Linked DNA regions of Mus musculus: regions 2 and 3 are each linked to region 1. A link is a contact called in public Hi-C and HiChIP or PLAC-seq data. All regions are on one chromosome and are shown on one strand. The core of a region is the stretch at or near the end of the contact, and the rest is flanking DNA. Distances in the headings are between cores, read along the strand shown. Region 1 overlaps Ldb3 (LIM domain binding 3). Region 2 overlaps Shld2 (shieldin complex subunit 2). Region 3 overlaps A930038B10Rik (a long non-coding RNA gene).

The links. A called contact is a pair of places that touch in the nucleus more often than the background predicts. HiChIP or PLAC-seq counts read pairs in DNA pulled down with a chosen protein or histone mark.
Region 2: a contact with region 1 is called in a Hi-C map of embryonic stem cells, with 1.9 times the contacts expected there. The contact joins two enhancer-like sites. A contact is called at or near these places in 1 of 39 promoter capture datasets (hippocampal neurons), 3 of 484 Hi-C or Micro-C datasets (the AML12 cell line, embryonic stem cells and nephron progenitors), 7 of 115 datasets of contacts at active chromatin or transcription factors (embryonic basal ganglia, embryonic forebrain, embryonic hindbrain and 3 more) and 1 of 9 other capture datasets (liver).
Region 3: a contact with region 1 is called in an HNF4G HiChIP or PLAC-seq map of pancreatic cancer cells. The contact joins two enhancer-like sites. A contact is called at or near these places in 1 of 15 datasets of contacts at CTCF or cohesin (embryonic stem cells), 3 of 484 Hi-C or Micro-C datasets (embryonic stem cells and pre-megakaryocyte-erythroid progenitors) and 5 of 115 datasets of contacts at active chromatin or transcription factors (embryonic stem cells, extraembryonic endoderm stem cells, neural tube and 1 more).

Annotation. Positions count from the first base shown.
Region 1 is chr14:34,548,176-34,551,007 of GRCm38.p6, forward strand. The region is part of intron 10 of Ldb3 (LIM domain binding 3); the gene reads right to left. Among named protein-coding and RNA genes, the nearest start is that of 9230112D13Rik, 27 kb to the left of the region's middle. Within about 2 kb of position 1,381, at least 292 of the 459 cell types and tissues checked have an H3K27ac peak or open chromatin away from gene starts, as enhancers often do. A contact at or near this core is called in embryonic stem cells, extraembryonic endoderm stem cells and pancreatic cancer cells, where this site is marked.
Region 2 is chr14:34,295,920-34,298,751 of GRCm38.p6, forward strand. The region is part of intron 2 of Shld2 (shieldin complex subunit 2); the gene reads right to left. Among named protein-coding and RNA genes, the nearest start is that of Shld2, 13 kb to the right of the region's middle. Within about 2 kb of position 1,417, at least 121 of the 459 cell types and tissues checked have an H3K27ac peak or open chromatin away from gene starts, as enhancers often do. A contact at or near this core is called in embryonic stem cells, where this site is marked.
Region 3 is chr14:34,768,461-34,771,292 of GRCm38.p6, forward strand. It overlaps A930038B10Rik (a long non-coding RNA gene), which reads left to right. Exons shown (of 5, transcript XR_001781218.2): 4 at 36-250; 5 at 828-1,641. Among named protein-coding and RNA genes, the nearest start is that of Gm30969, 4.6 kb to the right of the region's middle. Within about 2 kb of position 1,376, at least 206 of the 459 cell types and tissues checked have an H3K27ac peak or open chromatin away from gene starts, as enhancers often do. A contact at or near this core is called in embryonic stem cells, extraembryonic endoderm stem cells and pancreatic cancer cells, where this site is marked.

The sequences.
Region 1 (2,832 bases), core at 131-2,630:
CCTTTAATCCCAGCTCTAGAGACCTGATCTACAGAGCAAGTTGAGAAACCCTGAATAAAGAACACAAAAAACTCAGAAATTTTCATATGCTGAGCTAAATAAAAATGTATTTAAATCAATTTTACCTGCCTTTTTTTTTTCCTAAAAGTGTCTGCCTCTCGGATGGTTCTTTGCAACAGTGGCTGCCAAGAGCTACTGGCTTTCACAGTGTTGCACAGGAGTTTGTGTAATAGCAAGAGGCAGAGTACTTGCGAGTCAACTTTACAGACAACCTGGAGAGCTTAAGTGGCTACTCGAGGTCAGCCAGCTTGCAAGCTTCCTATCTGAAACGCACCCTAATCAGCTCCTCTAAACCACTCCGAATGCAGAACCAGGCTCCAGCATGCTCCTTCCAAGTAAACCCCGCCCTCGCCCACCTTGCCTCCCTCTCCAACCGCTCCTTCGGTAGGGCAGACATTCTCTTCCTCCTATCCGAGGCTTTCCTGAACCGCCTTCGTTTTCCAAACCCCTACTCAAGGCCCCAGAGAGGAAGGCTGGAATCCTGGACCAGGTTCCTACCTCCTACCCGCTGGGGCTACAAACAGGAGGAGGACTTTCTCTTCCGGGCGGTTCGCCCGGGCAGATCCCTGGGGAGGGGGAAGGAGAAGGGAGAGGACATGCGGGGAGCACGGTCCCCTCTCCTCTCAGCTCCTGCCTGCTTCGCCCCTCTACGCTCCAAATGCCGTAAGAAACCTGATATCCCATCTCCGAGCCCCGGGCTGTTGCTATTTCTACGTGACGGAATTAAGCCGGTTCGAATTAGAAGGTGATATTTCATCTCTAATTGGCACGTTCAAAGGGCTCCTATCGCACTTGGCGGCCCCGGGACTGTGTAATTAAACAACAAGGTGATCTGAGTCACTTAGCCCGGGCTAAGTCGCCGGCAAGCGCCCGGGTCGCCGCCCGGCCCGCAGGCCGACGTGGCCATCCCGGGGACCAAGGTGTCCTCCGCCCACTGGCCCCAGGTGTTCTGGGGAAACGGATGCCCAGCCCAGGCGCCAGAGATAAGATGCCGGCTCGAACCCCGCCCTGCCTCCGTCCCCCACCCCCCGGAAGCTGCGGCCGGGGACTGGCCGCGAGCGGGCTGCTCGTGCTCGGCGGCGCCCAAGTCCCCGCAGCCCAGCAGAGGAGCGGGGTGCGGGCCCGTATCCCCGGCTGGCCTGGCAGCCTACCAGCCGCCCCCGGAGCCCGTTGCCAACCCAGCCTCCCTGGAGAGAAGGAAGGGTGGAGGCAGGCCTCTCCTCTGCTCCAGGCAGGGATGAGTTAACGTCTGCACAGTCTGGGAACCGTGGAAAGGCCTTGGCTCCTGCCGGTCTCCGCCGCCCAGGCCGCTGCGGGAGAAGCGGCTGGAGGGCCCGGCCGCCCCCTGGTGGGCATGCGGGGACAGGACAAGAAAGGTGCCGGGAGGGCCTGCGGTGCTGCTGGGAAAGGTCTGCACCTGACACTACTCCTACCGGCTTCTGCAAACGCCTTCCTGTGTTTCCTGGCCGCACTGAGTGATCATTCTGTCTCCTACGTAGGAGATTTGTACCGCTCCCCTTCCAAAATGCCACCTCAGCCTGTGGAGCTCTGACTTCAGAATTTCCTTTCCTCGGCCCAGAAGTGCAAGAGATGGCATCAGACTACAGATATTATTTTATCTCTGCAGATATAACAAGAGGTTATAGAAATCCTATCTTACTCAAATGAGAAAATTCAGGTCTGAGAGATGAGGTAGTTTGCTTATTCCTTACAGCAGGCTGGGTGTCCCACCCATGCTAAAATGTTTCCTGTCCATACTCAGTTCTGTTGTCGGTGAGCTTCATAAAGCAGGGGACTGATTCTGTCGCTCTAGTCAGGAAAGCCTCAAGAGAAAAGCTTCCTTGGGTCTCATCAATGCCTTATCAGGATGTGTTCTGGAGCCTAGACTTTGTGTTATTCTTTATCCCAAGTCTACTTGGCCAGTTCACACTTGTAGGACACAAGCCCCCTTCCTTCTCCCTTAAAATAACCCGTCTCTTTTCCCTAAGCAGGCCTGTAACTTATTCCCTTCCTCGTTTTACCACAAATGGTTTGTGCATTGGAAAAGTGTGTGTGTGTGTGTGTGTGTTCATGGGGTGAGGTCATAGGGTATTTGGGAAATGACACCTTTCATTCGATTTTGCTATGAACTGAAAACTGATCTTTAAAAAGTCTATTAAAAACTGGGTGTGGTGGCACATGCGTATAATCCCAGGACTTGGGAGGTCCAGGAAGGAGGATCAACAATCAGCCTGGTCTACCTGAGCTACCCTGCCAACAAACACACACACACAAAGTCTATTAAGATTTTATGTGTAAAGCAGAGCATAGTGGCACATGCCTTTAATCCCAGCATTGGGGAGACAGAGCCTGATCTACATATGGCGTTCCCGGACAGTCAGGACCACATAGAGATCTCATCTCAAAAGCAAAACAAACTATATAGAGAGACCATATAGTCCATAGTAGTTTTGAGTGAAGAAAAACATTTGTATTGTAATAGTAAATGAAAAATCATCATTGCTTTTTATAAATTCAAGATGAATATATATATATATATATATATATATATATATACATATATATGCATGCTGGACGTGTATTTTTTTAAAGATTTATTTATTTTATGCATATGAATACACTGTTGCTGTCCTCAGACACACCAGAAGAGGGCATCAGATCCCATTACAGATGGTTGTGAGCCACCATGTGGTTACTGGCAATTGAACTAAGGACCTCTGGAAGAGCAGTCAGTGCTCTTACCCACTGAGCCATCTCTCCAGCCCCAGAAGT
Region 2 (2,832 bases), core at 167-2,666, 250 kb before region 1:
GGCACTAAGGATGTAGCGGAGACTGCTTGAGTAGGTGCACAGGTCTCTGAACTCAGTCCCCAAGACCACATAAAGTGGTCATGGCAGCTAGCAGGTAACTACTACTGGGTGAAAGCAGGAAGATCAGACCACTAGGGTCACTCCATCATTCAGAGAGAGTTCCAGGCCTGCCTGGAATACACCCTGTCTCAAAAACAAAGACCTACCACAACTTAGGAGGAAAGTCATTGTGAATAAGAACACAAAATAGGTACAATTAGAAAAAGTAACAAGTAAATACAGTTTTTAACACCACAAATAGAAAACCCAATTCTAAAGTCTAATGATACAATGTATGAAGAAGCCATGATGAAACTCATTACTTTGGATGCTAACTTAAAAACCAAGTTCTACCCCAAAACATCATTATTTAAAAGACTGCAATCACTACTGTAGATTGACCCAGGCAACATTCCTGGAACCCATTCAGGGACGACTGACTTTTGAGTAAGTTTTGAAAAATAACGACGCCTACATCCAAACAACTTTGAGAAACCAGGGGGTTTAATATTAAAGCTGTTTGCTCACTGTGAACAGGAAACTGGGCTTGAGAGTGAGCATCCAGCTACCCTGGGTTTCAGTTCCGGCTCAGCTTGACCTCGAGAGTATAGGAACTAGCTTGCAGTAGAACTAGGAGGAACACCCTTTTTAAAAGGCCTTGATAAGATGATTTGTAATACCATTTCCCAGCATCTTTATCAACCTGGAAGACGCTGATATTCACTGTGAATTGCTAAGGTGGTGGAGGTAGGGTGCTGGAATATGTATCCGATTTCCCAAACTAATTTGATAATGGAATCTTTTTTATAGGACAACCTTCAAGAAAACTAATTAATGTGTTTTAAAATAAACAAATAAACAAGCACTTAGAAGGCTAACAGCAGAGCTAGGGACTACAGGCACCCCTGGGTGCAATTTATTTCAAACTGAAACACTTCATCACTGGAAAGAGCTCTTAAAAATCAGTAAGTAGTGGTACATGCCTTTAATAGCAGCACTTGGGAGCAGAAACAACAACAAAACCACAAAAAAACAAAAGAACAAACAAAACGAAACAATACAAAAAACTCAAAACTGTGAGTTAGAGGCCAGTCTAGTCTACATAGCTAGCTCCAGGTCAGCCAGAGCTACATTAATGAAACCCTGTCTTAAGATTTAAAAAAAAAAAAAAAAAAAAAATCAGGAAGTAAAGAAACTTACAGATTCAAATCAGGAAGTAGACAATTTCACACTCTGAGGAAATACCTAAAATGTACACTATTCCTAAGATTCCTCCTCAAGATAACACAGACAAGAGCTATTGCTGCAGAGAAGAGAGTCTTCCTGGGAGCTCCAGGGATGCTCCTTCCATGAGTCACACCCCACACACACCCCACCCGTCCCGGTGGGTTAGGGCTCTTCAGTGAAGCAGCGGCGGCCTGTGAGTCACCTGCAGTCCTCTAAGTATTTCCAGTAGATTCCAGTTCATCAGGCTGGATGCTGGTGGGATTATTGTTGTTATCTATTCAGATAAGTGGACATTTATTCTAAAAACAAAAACGAAAAGTTCTAGAATAGCTAGAGTGAGGTTGTCTCTCTCTTTTTTTTTTTAAGAAAGAAAAAGAAAAAGCACAACAACAAAAAGAACTCTTAAAAAAATACAAAAATGCCATCACTAAAATATCTAAAAAGGAGGGTGAGAGAGAAAGACTATAATCAGAATATATTATATTTAGAACAACTATTTAGTTCTTGCTTAGCATGCTTGAAGCCCTGGGTTCCATCCTCAACACCACATTAAGAAACATGTACCTGTACCCCAGCACTGGGAAGGAGAGGCAGGGAGTTCAGAAATTCAAGGTCACCCTCTGTTTACACTGCGAGCTGGAGGGCAGCCTGAGTTACTTGAGACCAGTCTCTAAAAAGGAAGCTGGAAGGCAGGAGGAGGAGGGATAGAGAGCTCAGAGGGTGAAAGCATTTGGAATTCAAATGGCGCAAGCAGACTTCAATCCCTGGATCCCACCAGGAAGGAGAGAAGGACTCCCTCCCAACTATCACCTTCTAACCTCCAAAGGCACACCTAGCTTGCACATTACTACACACACATATATATGCACAGACAAAAATAAAAAAGCAGATCATGAAGTGTGACAGTCCCAGCTATTTATTCCTACTGGGACTCCGTTTTGTTTTGTTTTTTTTTGTTTTTTTTTAATTAGGTATTTATTTCATTTACATTTCCAATGCTATCCCAAAAGTCCCCCACACACTCCCCCACCCACCCACTCCCACTTCTTGGCCCTGGCGTTCCCCTGTACTGGGGCATATAAAGTTTGCACAACCAATGGGCCTCTCTTCCCAGTGATGGCCGACTAGGCCATCTTCTGATACATATGCAGCTAGAGACAAGAGCTCCGGGGTACTGGTGAGTTCATAAGGTTGTTCCACCTATAGGGTTGCAGAGGGACTCCGTTTCTTTATAGCCCTTCTTCATGGGACGTCAGGCTTTGCTTAATGGGCCCCGAAGACTCACTGTTTTCTCACTCTTACTAAGAGTTATCTCTGTCCTCACGTCTCAGAGATGAGATCTCTGAAGTCAAAAAACTAAAAGCGCACCAACTGCTTCCATGGAAGCTTCCTCACCACTCAGAGCTGAGCTTTGCCAAGAATAAAACAGCTTTACAGTAGGGAGCTTTATGGCACACTAAGCAAAAGGCAAAGACGGCTAGGTATTAGCAAGCAGAGCTGGGGACACTGGCAGGTATATAGTTTCACAAAGCCCAGCATCTCCGTCTGTCAGCCTAAACACAGTTT
Region 3 (2,832 bases), core at 126-2,625, 220 kb after region 1:
ACTAGTGGTTTCACTACATGTCTCCCTCCCTCCAGGAACCCTTAACTGCCTAGAACTCCTCAGAGAGGCCGAAGGCTTCATGAGCCCCGCCCACCGACCTGTGATGGGCAGTGACCAGACCCAATCTGGTGCAAGTTTTTATTCACCGGGGTTCTTTCCAGCTTCTGAGAGTGCACCAGCGCATTGACCCTGTCGTATTGACGAGACTGTGTCCCATGATAGTGATGGGTACCTTCGACTGCCATCTCTGGTACACTTCCTTAGTGTCTTTTGCCTTATGATCACAGAAAGGAAGTTTGATCAACTTTTGGTTTGATTTTGTGACAGGGTACCGAACTTAGCCTCCTGAGTGTTAGGGTTGTGTACCCCAACACTTCTGCTCTTACAAAATGTTTCTTGTTTCATGCTACTCCTACCATATGATTTATGTCTGCTTATTTTGGAATACTTTTTCATTCAAAATATTATTTTCATTGTGAAGATATGATCACGATATTCAAGGTAAGAAAGAGTAAACAAGGAAAAAAGCCTTTATTTCTCTCCTGCGATTGAGGCTTCAGGGTTATGTCACCTTGCCTGTCCCACACACGTATTCAAGAGCTCGTGTCAAAAGCTAGTTCCAGCTCGGACCTTAAGTTGGAGGCAGGAGGCGCGGCCTCCAGCAGCGCGCCCACAGCGCCCTCTTGAGGCTCTGGAAGGTATCATAGAACAGAAGGATGCAGGAGGGGACCGAGGTTCTAAGGAAGGGATATTGGGGAAGGGGCGTTGGAGCAGGCGAGCTGCAGATCTCTTGAGGCTCCGAGGTCACCCGAATGCTGTGTCCACAGGACTCCGGGTCCTGGGCGTCGTCAACAGCGGCTGGGTTGACGGGACCCACGCGGATCCAGCTCACATGGCGCAAGACTCTCAACGCCTCCTCCCTCCCCTCTGCGTTCGCGCGACGAGTTCCGCATCTTTATCACCGCTCCCCCTGGGCTATGTGTGGCGGCCTAGACCTCCGGGTGTCCCCAGATGGAGCAGGTGCTTGGATGCCGCGCCGGGTTGGGGCAGGATGTTCGGATGAGCCCTATGACTTTGGCGGCCTCAGTTTCCCCAGGATGACTGCCCTCGTGCGTGGTCAGCCAAGAGGAGCGGGTCAGAGTATCCACCACGCACCGTGAGCGCCCAGAGGAGTGCATCCGCCCAAGTCCCACCTCCTAAGACTCCAGACTGTCCCTACCTCTCAGCACGTCTCCGCTCTGATCTTGATTTTCCTGGAGGTCGACCCAGGTTAAACCCCACAAGCCTTGTAGCCCCGAGCCTGTCGGGTGCGGGCTTGGCCGAGGCTTTCTCGACTGTAGCGGGCACTGTGCTGGGAGGACATGCGCAGTCGGCCAGCCAGAAGCCGGAGGCAGCCTTCTCCTGGGTGACTGGCCCCTGGGTCATCTCGCTTCAGCCTGCTTTGGTTCTAGGAGTTGGAAATGCTTAGCTTGAAGTCAATGTCCCCAGTGTAAGTGTCTGCGAGACGGCTCGCCGGGTGTAGGCGCTTGCCACCAAGCCTGACCACCTGAGTTTTCTGTGGAAGGAGAGAAGCAACACGGAAGTTATGCTCTGATCTTCACATGCGCTGTGGTGCGCACGCGCACACATCCCCCTCGTCCTGTATTTTTTTTTTTTAATTTTAAAATAAATTTAAATCTCCAATATACCGAAAACCACATGTATAAAACGTACCGAATAACAAACCACCCCACACCTCACACCTTTCTGCTTCTTAAAGGTTCCATCCTTGTCCAGGGTGTGGCTGCCTAGCCACCACTCACCCTGACTATGGTAGAGATGTTCGTTGAGGTTAGTGTTTATATTGACTTATTTGTTGGTGTTTGTTGGAGGTAGGATGGCTAACGATGTGATTGCCTTCCTGTCTGCCAGTAAACTTCAGACAGCAATACTTTTCCCCCAGAGCAAAGGCAGGGCACATGCCTGTTTCTGGGCACGTATCCATCTTCAAGAAAGTCAGTTGCTACCCTGTTGTCCTTCAAAGACATCGAGTCCTGGGATGGAGAGATGGTGTCTTGGTTAGGGTTTTACTGCTGTGAACAGACACTATGACCAAATAAAAACAACATTTAACTGGGGCTGGCTTACAGGTTCAGAGGTTCAGTCCATTATCAACAAGGCGGGAGCATGGCAGAATCCGGGCGGGCATTATACAGGACACACCTACTTCAACAAGGCCACACCTCCTAATAGTGCCATTTCCTGATCCAAGCCTATACAAACCATCACAGATGGCTTGTGGTTAAGAGCGCCCGCTGCTCTTGTAGAGGACCTGGATTTAGTCTCCAGCACTGACATGGTGGCTCATAACCATGCATAACTCCAGTTCCAAGGGATTCCTTTTCTGACTTCTGCAGGGATTAAAGGCATGTGCCACCACTGCCCGGCTGATTAGAAAGCTTAAAAAGAAAGAAAAAAAAAGAATCAGAGAACTTTCACTGTTTAGGCTCTGGAGGGAGGGGAGACTTTGGGATCAAAATTTAAGTTATAAAACAGCTGAGATGAGTATACATTTTGCTAAGACGGGCTTCCTGAAGCAGCTCACAGATGCAAAACTCATGTACTGCTGTCACTAGAGTGGACAGAGTCCCACTGACAATGCTCCATGCAAGGGACAGTGCAGACTCTCACAAAGCTGTGGCATCTTCCTGGCTTATATGGAGGGATAAGATTACTCCTCTCTAGCCTCAAAATCTCCTAAAACCAACAACACACAGAGTCTGCTTTTGACTAAATGAGGAAGGCGGTAAAGCTGTGATCTGCATTAAATAAATAAATAAATAAATAAATAAA